2 separate regions of the Mus musculus genome follow, and region 2 is linked to region 1. The links are chromatin contacts, called in public Hi-C maps. All regions are on one chromosome and are shown on one strand. Each heading gives the region's core, a stretch centred on a gene start, on an enhancer-like site or on the middle of the called end of the contact. The rest is flanking DNA. Distances are from core to core; before and after follow the strand shown.

The links. Hi-C and Micro-C count contacts between places; a contact is called where the count stands out from the background.
Region 2: a contact with region 1 is called in a Hi-C map of uterus, with 5 times the contacts expected there. The contact joins the promoter of 4930474M22Rik here to the enhancer-like site in region 1. A contact is called at or near these places in 1 of 15 datasets of contacts at CTCF or cohesin (the NIH/3T3 cell line), 2 of 484 Hi-C or Micro-C datasets (embryonic stem cells and uterus), 3 of 115 datasets of contacts at active chromatin or transcription factors (cardiomyocytes, embryonic fibroblasts and embryonic stem cells) and 3 of 9 other capture datasets (adipose tissue, liver and pancreatic islet).

Annotation. Positions count from the first base shown.
Region 1 is chr17:14,352,095-14,354,873 of GRCm38.p6, reverse strand. All of the region lies in intron 7 of Smoc2 (SPARC related modular calcium binding 2), which reads right to left. Among named protein-coding and RNA genes, the nearest start is that of 4930474M22Rik, 45 kb to the left of the region's middle. Within about 2 kb of position 1,308, at least 10 of the 459 cell types and tissues checked have an H3K27ac peak or open chromatin away from gene starts, as enhancers often do. A contact at or near this core is called in uterus, where this site is marked.
Region 2 is chr17:14,397,557-14,400,256 of GRCm38.p6, reverse strand. It overlaps 4930474M22Rik (RIKEN cDNA 4930474M22 gene), which reads left to right and starts at 1,315. Exons shown (of 3, transcript NR_027986.1): 1 at 1,315-1,518. It overlaps Smoc2 (SPARC related modular calcium binding 2), which reads right to left. Exons shown (of 13, transcript NM_022315.2): 10 at 2,634-2,700; 11 at 612-886.

The DNA of each region.
Region 1 (2,779 bases), core at 59-2,558:
TGATTCGGAAACACGTGCTTGCTGTGGAAACAAATAGCTCCCGGCTCGTGGAGCTGCTTTAAGGACGAAACGACACCATGCGTAACCAGAGTCCTTAGCTTGACGCACAACCAACGCCATCTCCTTTCTGTTCTGGAGCTCTGTTCGCACAGGAAACCCCTACTGCACCAGCGATTGGATGATGGCAAACGGAATTTCGTCTGTCTTCAGAGAATACGGTTAAATGTGCCTCTTTACCTGGAGATGCATTGGTGTGTTTCAAAGCAGCCTAGCCCAGGCTCCACTCAATTTCATTGCCTTATTTAAAAAAAAACAAAAAAACAAAAAACACAAGTCTAGAGCTTTGAATACTCTGATCATTTACAGTTTGATTGAACATTGAAATCTGAGAGTTAGGCATGACTGAAATTAACATACCCCCTCCCCCATATAGTTAGGAAAATTAAATCAACTCCACCGTGTGCATTTTTAAGTAGGATAATGAGCATTTTAAAAATCACTCATGGTTACAGCTACACTTAATGGGAATTATGCAATTTGTATATTTTGATCTCTTCAAATGACCAAAGCTCTACAACTTAAGAGTCTAAATGGTATTTTGATGGTTTTATAAGTTTGCTTTTGAAAGAAAAAAAAAAAAGGAAAAACCTAGAAGTTACAAAATGAAATGTAACTCATATTATTTTCCCCCAGGGAGTGTAATTTAACTTGATTTAAAGCAGAATTAAAAGATAATTATCTTTTGGCATTAATTTTAATATATGCAATAAAGCAAAAGTTATCAATCCCGAATAAGGGAGAAAATATTTCCACTGCGGGGGTCCCATAAAACCACAGGACATGGTGACCATCAAGGGTGTCCTCTTGGACATAAGCCAAAGAAATGCTTAACCGTTGAGGAGGGACAGGGAGAGGGGAGGGGAGGGAGGTGTCCAAAGATGACACAACCCAGGCCTCTCTGTTTTCTCCAGCTTGTGCAAAATCCAGAAAGACAGTAAAAGGTTGGCCAGCCTATGTTCCATGGTCATCACAGAGACTGAGTGCAGGAAGCACTCTCTCCTGGAGGTCTGCAGAGGCTCAGTGTTGGGCTCTGGAGCGGCTGGAAGAGCCAGGGACAGAGAGAAAAAGCAGATACTCAACACCCCCACTCCGCATTTAAAAATAAACAAGTCAGTGAGACATCCAACATCTATCCCATACCGCAAGTGGGAGGAAAGTTCAACTGCTGATGCAAGGGCTGTATCCAGGAGCCCTTCAGAAGTACAAGTGAGGGCCAGCCTCTGGCTAGTACCCAGGCGGGGCTGCCTGCAGGCGACTAGAACTAAAGCCACAACAACATGACCTAAGAGGGAAGAATAGAGATTACCACAGCCCTGAGAACGCACCCTTGAAGTAGTAGCTGGTGACCATGGATACTCTGCTCACCATCGCTCCTCTACTACAGGGTATAGCTGTAGCCTTTCAGAGCTTCCAGGTGGTAGCAGATATGGAGGGCCCTGTGTTACTATATATAACAGAGCCTGCCTTCCTTAAGGAGCATCAATAGATCCTTCAGACACAGAGGGGAGCCACACCACCCCACTCCTCTCAGGGCTAGCAGAGGCGGTAACTTTAGATGCTGTGCTCCACAGGTTCCATGCTGACCCTGGTAAGTGCCACTTGGGTGGCTGATCTGAGGTCCACATGGCTTCCATTTGACCTGGCAGTAACCTCTGAAATATTTCAGTGTCCATGTAGGGGCGGGGAAAACAAAAGGTAGCAACTGCTGCCCTACCTGGTGTGGAGTCACTCATCTATGGATGTTGAGAGAAGTTTTGAGCCTTGTTGGAGTGAGAATCCAGTTCTTGGTTCTGGCAAAGATTGTGACCTCTGGAAATAATGAGTACACAGCAGCCTGGCTCTTGTTTGTTGTTTGTTTTTTGCTGTTTGGTAAACGATGATGCTTGCTTTGTGGAGGGGAAGCGCATCACGTGAACATGGTCTAAATAGAATCTTGCTGGAGAGTCTTCAAGTCACCACTCACTGAAAGATCTCTCTTCCCAGAGATAGGCAACTGGCCTAACATCTCATCTCTATGGTTCTTTTTTTTTTCCTAGAGTGCATCATCTGGATAAATTGCACATGGCTGTAGAGGTGCAAATAGATGCTCCTGTACTGACCTTCATTCTCCCACAGACAGGACCTCTCCATGTATTAAACTGACAAGACTCAGGCTTATACTCCGGAGCATGCTTCTTATTTAGAATGGGTCATAAAACCCTGTCTTAAGTTACTTTCTGTTGTGGTGAAGAGAGGCCATGACCAAGGCAACTTTTAGAAGAAAGTATTTAAATGGAGAATTGCTTACAGTTTCAGAAGGCAAGTAGAGTCATGACTATCATGGTGGGGAGCATGGCAGCAGACAGGCAAGCATGGTGTCAGAGCAGTTGATGAGAACTTACATACTAAGACAACATCCAAGAAACATGGAAAGAGACAACTGGAGTAGTATGGGCTCTTGAAACTTCAAAGCCCACTCCCAGTGACATAGCTTTTCCAACAAGGCCACACCTCCTAGCCCTTTTCAAACAGTTCCACCAACTGGGGAAAAGCATTCAAGCATATGAGCTTATGAGGACAATTCTCATTCAATCTACGACAAACCCTATACGAATGGGGAGTCATGATTCATGAATAACATTTACTTTGTGACCCTGTTAACAGACAATGCAAGAAAGAAAAACTAAGCCTCTGCTTTAGTGTTCTAGACTGGCTTTTAAAGGGTCAGGTTCAGGTGGGG
Region 2 (2,700 bases), core at 66-2,565, 45 kb before region 1:
ACAACACGGCTCAGAGGTACAAAGGGAGAATTGCACTCATGTTCCACACATGCTCTCCAACATGTTGATGAAGCCAGTCACCAAATCATAGAATCAAATGTGAGAACCTCAGACTCTATCTATCTATCCTGGAACCCTCTCTACTCCTGCTACATCTGGTGACTTAGGCCAGCCCCACAGAGAATCCAAGTGTTAAGCCAGCTAAGCCCACTGGGACAACTGATCTCCTAGAGGTGATTATTTCACTGCCCTTGACTTGGCCTGAATGTTCCAGTAGAGCCTATGAACTGTGCTGGCCAGTTACCGCCAATGGTTCTACAATCAGGAGGGAAGTCACGTTTGAACGGATAGCCATTGTGATTAGAACAGGAACAGGTTGGGGGTTAGAGCTGTACTCAGCTTATGTTCCTGAGACTTGCTGCTCTCCTGGCCAGGTGACAAGATGCTGACCACCCGTGGTCACTTCTACGTGGTTGACAACAACCAATGGCATACCGTGTATCTCCTATACACCAGACCGTAAGGCATCCTGTCAAATCCAGGAAGCAACCCCTTCGACACAAAACCCCAACATGATTAAAGTGCAGAGTAGTGACGTAAGTAAGGCTTACTGTGGCGCTTCCTGGTGTTGGCTTTACCCTCCTCTCTGGTGACACCCAAGCAGCCCATGAGCTCCTGCACGGTGATGGACTTGTCATTGTTCATGTCGCAGTACTCCACAAACTTCTTCACACACTTTTTGGGCTTGGATTTCTTTCGCAGGAACCTCTTAAAGGGTTTGATCTCCTTCTTGCCAATGTCTCCACTAGAGTTCTTATCAAGCAGCTTGAAGTACCAATGTACAACCCTCTCCTCCAGGGTGTGGCTGGGGTCTGGCTCTGACAGCCTAGAGGATGAGCAAGCATGTCAGACAGAAGGCGGAAGCTGCTGTGCCCCCTGACTCTGGCTCCCCCCTTCCCCACCCTCACACCTGTGCCTACCCTGATGCACTACCTGATACGGCCACCTTCAAATATAAGCCTGTGTGTTCAGAACAAGGAACACCACAGCAATGTGTGCACTGTGGTTATTCAATCACCCAAGGCCTTGAGTTCAAGGTCACTGACCTGAGACCTGGGCTCAGGTCAAGAAATAACAGCATCCACCAAAGGCATCTAAAGTGCCAGGCTCTCTACCTTAATGTGATAATTTGTCTACTGTGTATGCAAGAGACACGTAAATAGATGAGGTGATATCAAATTTTTTTTCAGTTATAACTAGACAGTTTTCTTTGGAATTCTTTTAAAGCTGTACATTCTGAGATACAGATAAGTCAGGCTGTGAGTCAAACCTTGACACTGTGCCGGAAGGACGTCCACCTCTCACCTGAGGTGAAGAACCTATGCCATCACTTTGGACTCAGCGGACTCCACTGTTTAGATGGACTTTCCTCTGTGAGAGTGCAAACACAGCAAGCAGATGCCAACAGCCCCCAGCGACTGGGCTCGCAGGCACTATTGTGGGTCAGACACTCAGAAGGCAAGTCAGTCACTTCTATAGTACATGACAGGAGGTTGAAATTTAGTTGACTTCTTTTGCCTTAGCTTGTGCAAATGTGACACTTCCCCCTCAGTGTTCCTTCTCCCCTTATGCCTTCCTTAGCAAAGAAAGCACAAGATGAAGGGTGGCTTTATGCTAAGGAGGCTTCATACAGGAGACAGCCAGGAGCTCGCTGTCAGGACGGCATGGGAACAAGTGTTTTTAGAAAAACAAAAAAAAAAAACTTTAAAATAAAGTTTCTTTTAGAAATAAGAGTGAGAGATTGTGAACACCCAGAGCTGAGTTTAAGTACTGAAGTACCACCTGGACAGCTCCATCACCCTGTACTGTGAGGAAGTGGGCACACAGGCACCGTTATTCCTACCATGACAAAAAAAAAAAAAACCAAGTCTCACTGTGTCTACAGTGTACACAGGAGAGCATCTGTAGGGTGAGCCTTGTTGGTGGGATCAAGGCCCCAGCTGTACACTTGAACCTGGATAAGAAGATAAGCCTCACATGTGCATAGCAGGGATCAACGATAAATAAGTCCCAGCACTCGGGAGGCAGAGGCAGTGGCTCCCTGAGCTCAAGGCCAGCCTGGTCTGCAGAGTGAGTTCCAGGACAGCCAGGGCTACACACAGAAGCCATGTCTCAAAAACAAGTAAACAAACAAACAAACAAACAAAAACCAAAAAGCCAACTTTTTTTGAGTTGCAGAATTCCAAAGTAGATAAGTCAAAACCCAGTAGATAAGTCTCAGACTCAGTTTCAACCTATAGATCCACCCAAAGCAAGTGTGTTCCTCTTCTCAGGCCTCCCTGGGCCCCAGGAGCCGCTGATCATGAAGAGGGAGGCTGTTCCCCATGGTCCGCCTCCTCTAAGGCGCTCTCTTCTCTCTGTCTCTGTCTCTGTCTCTGTCTGTCTCTGTCTCTGTCTCTGTCTCTCTCTCTCTCTCTCTCTCTCTCTCTCTCTCTCTCTCTCTCTCTCTCAGACATTCAAGTGAACTGCCTGATCTCACATGGCCACCGGCCAGGAAGAATTTAGCTTCCCAGATTCCTTCAAACTTCTGGGCTTCAAGCCAGCATATTGCTCTGCAGCAAGACACAGTATACCTGCCAGAAGAGGAAGAGGGGTCAGAGACGGCATGAACCATGTCTGTGGAGAGCGCATCCAGGACAC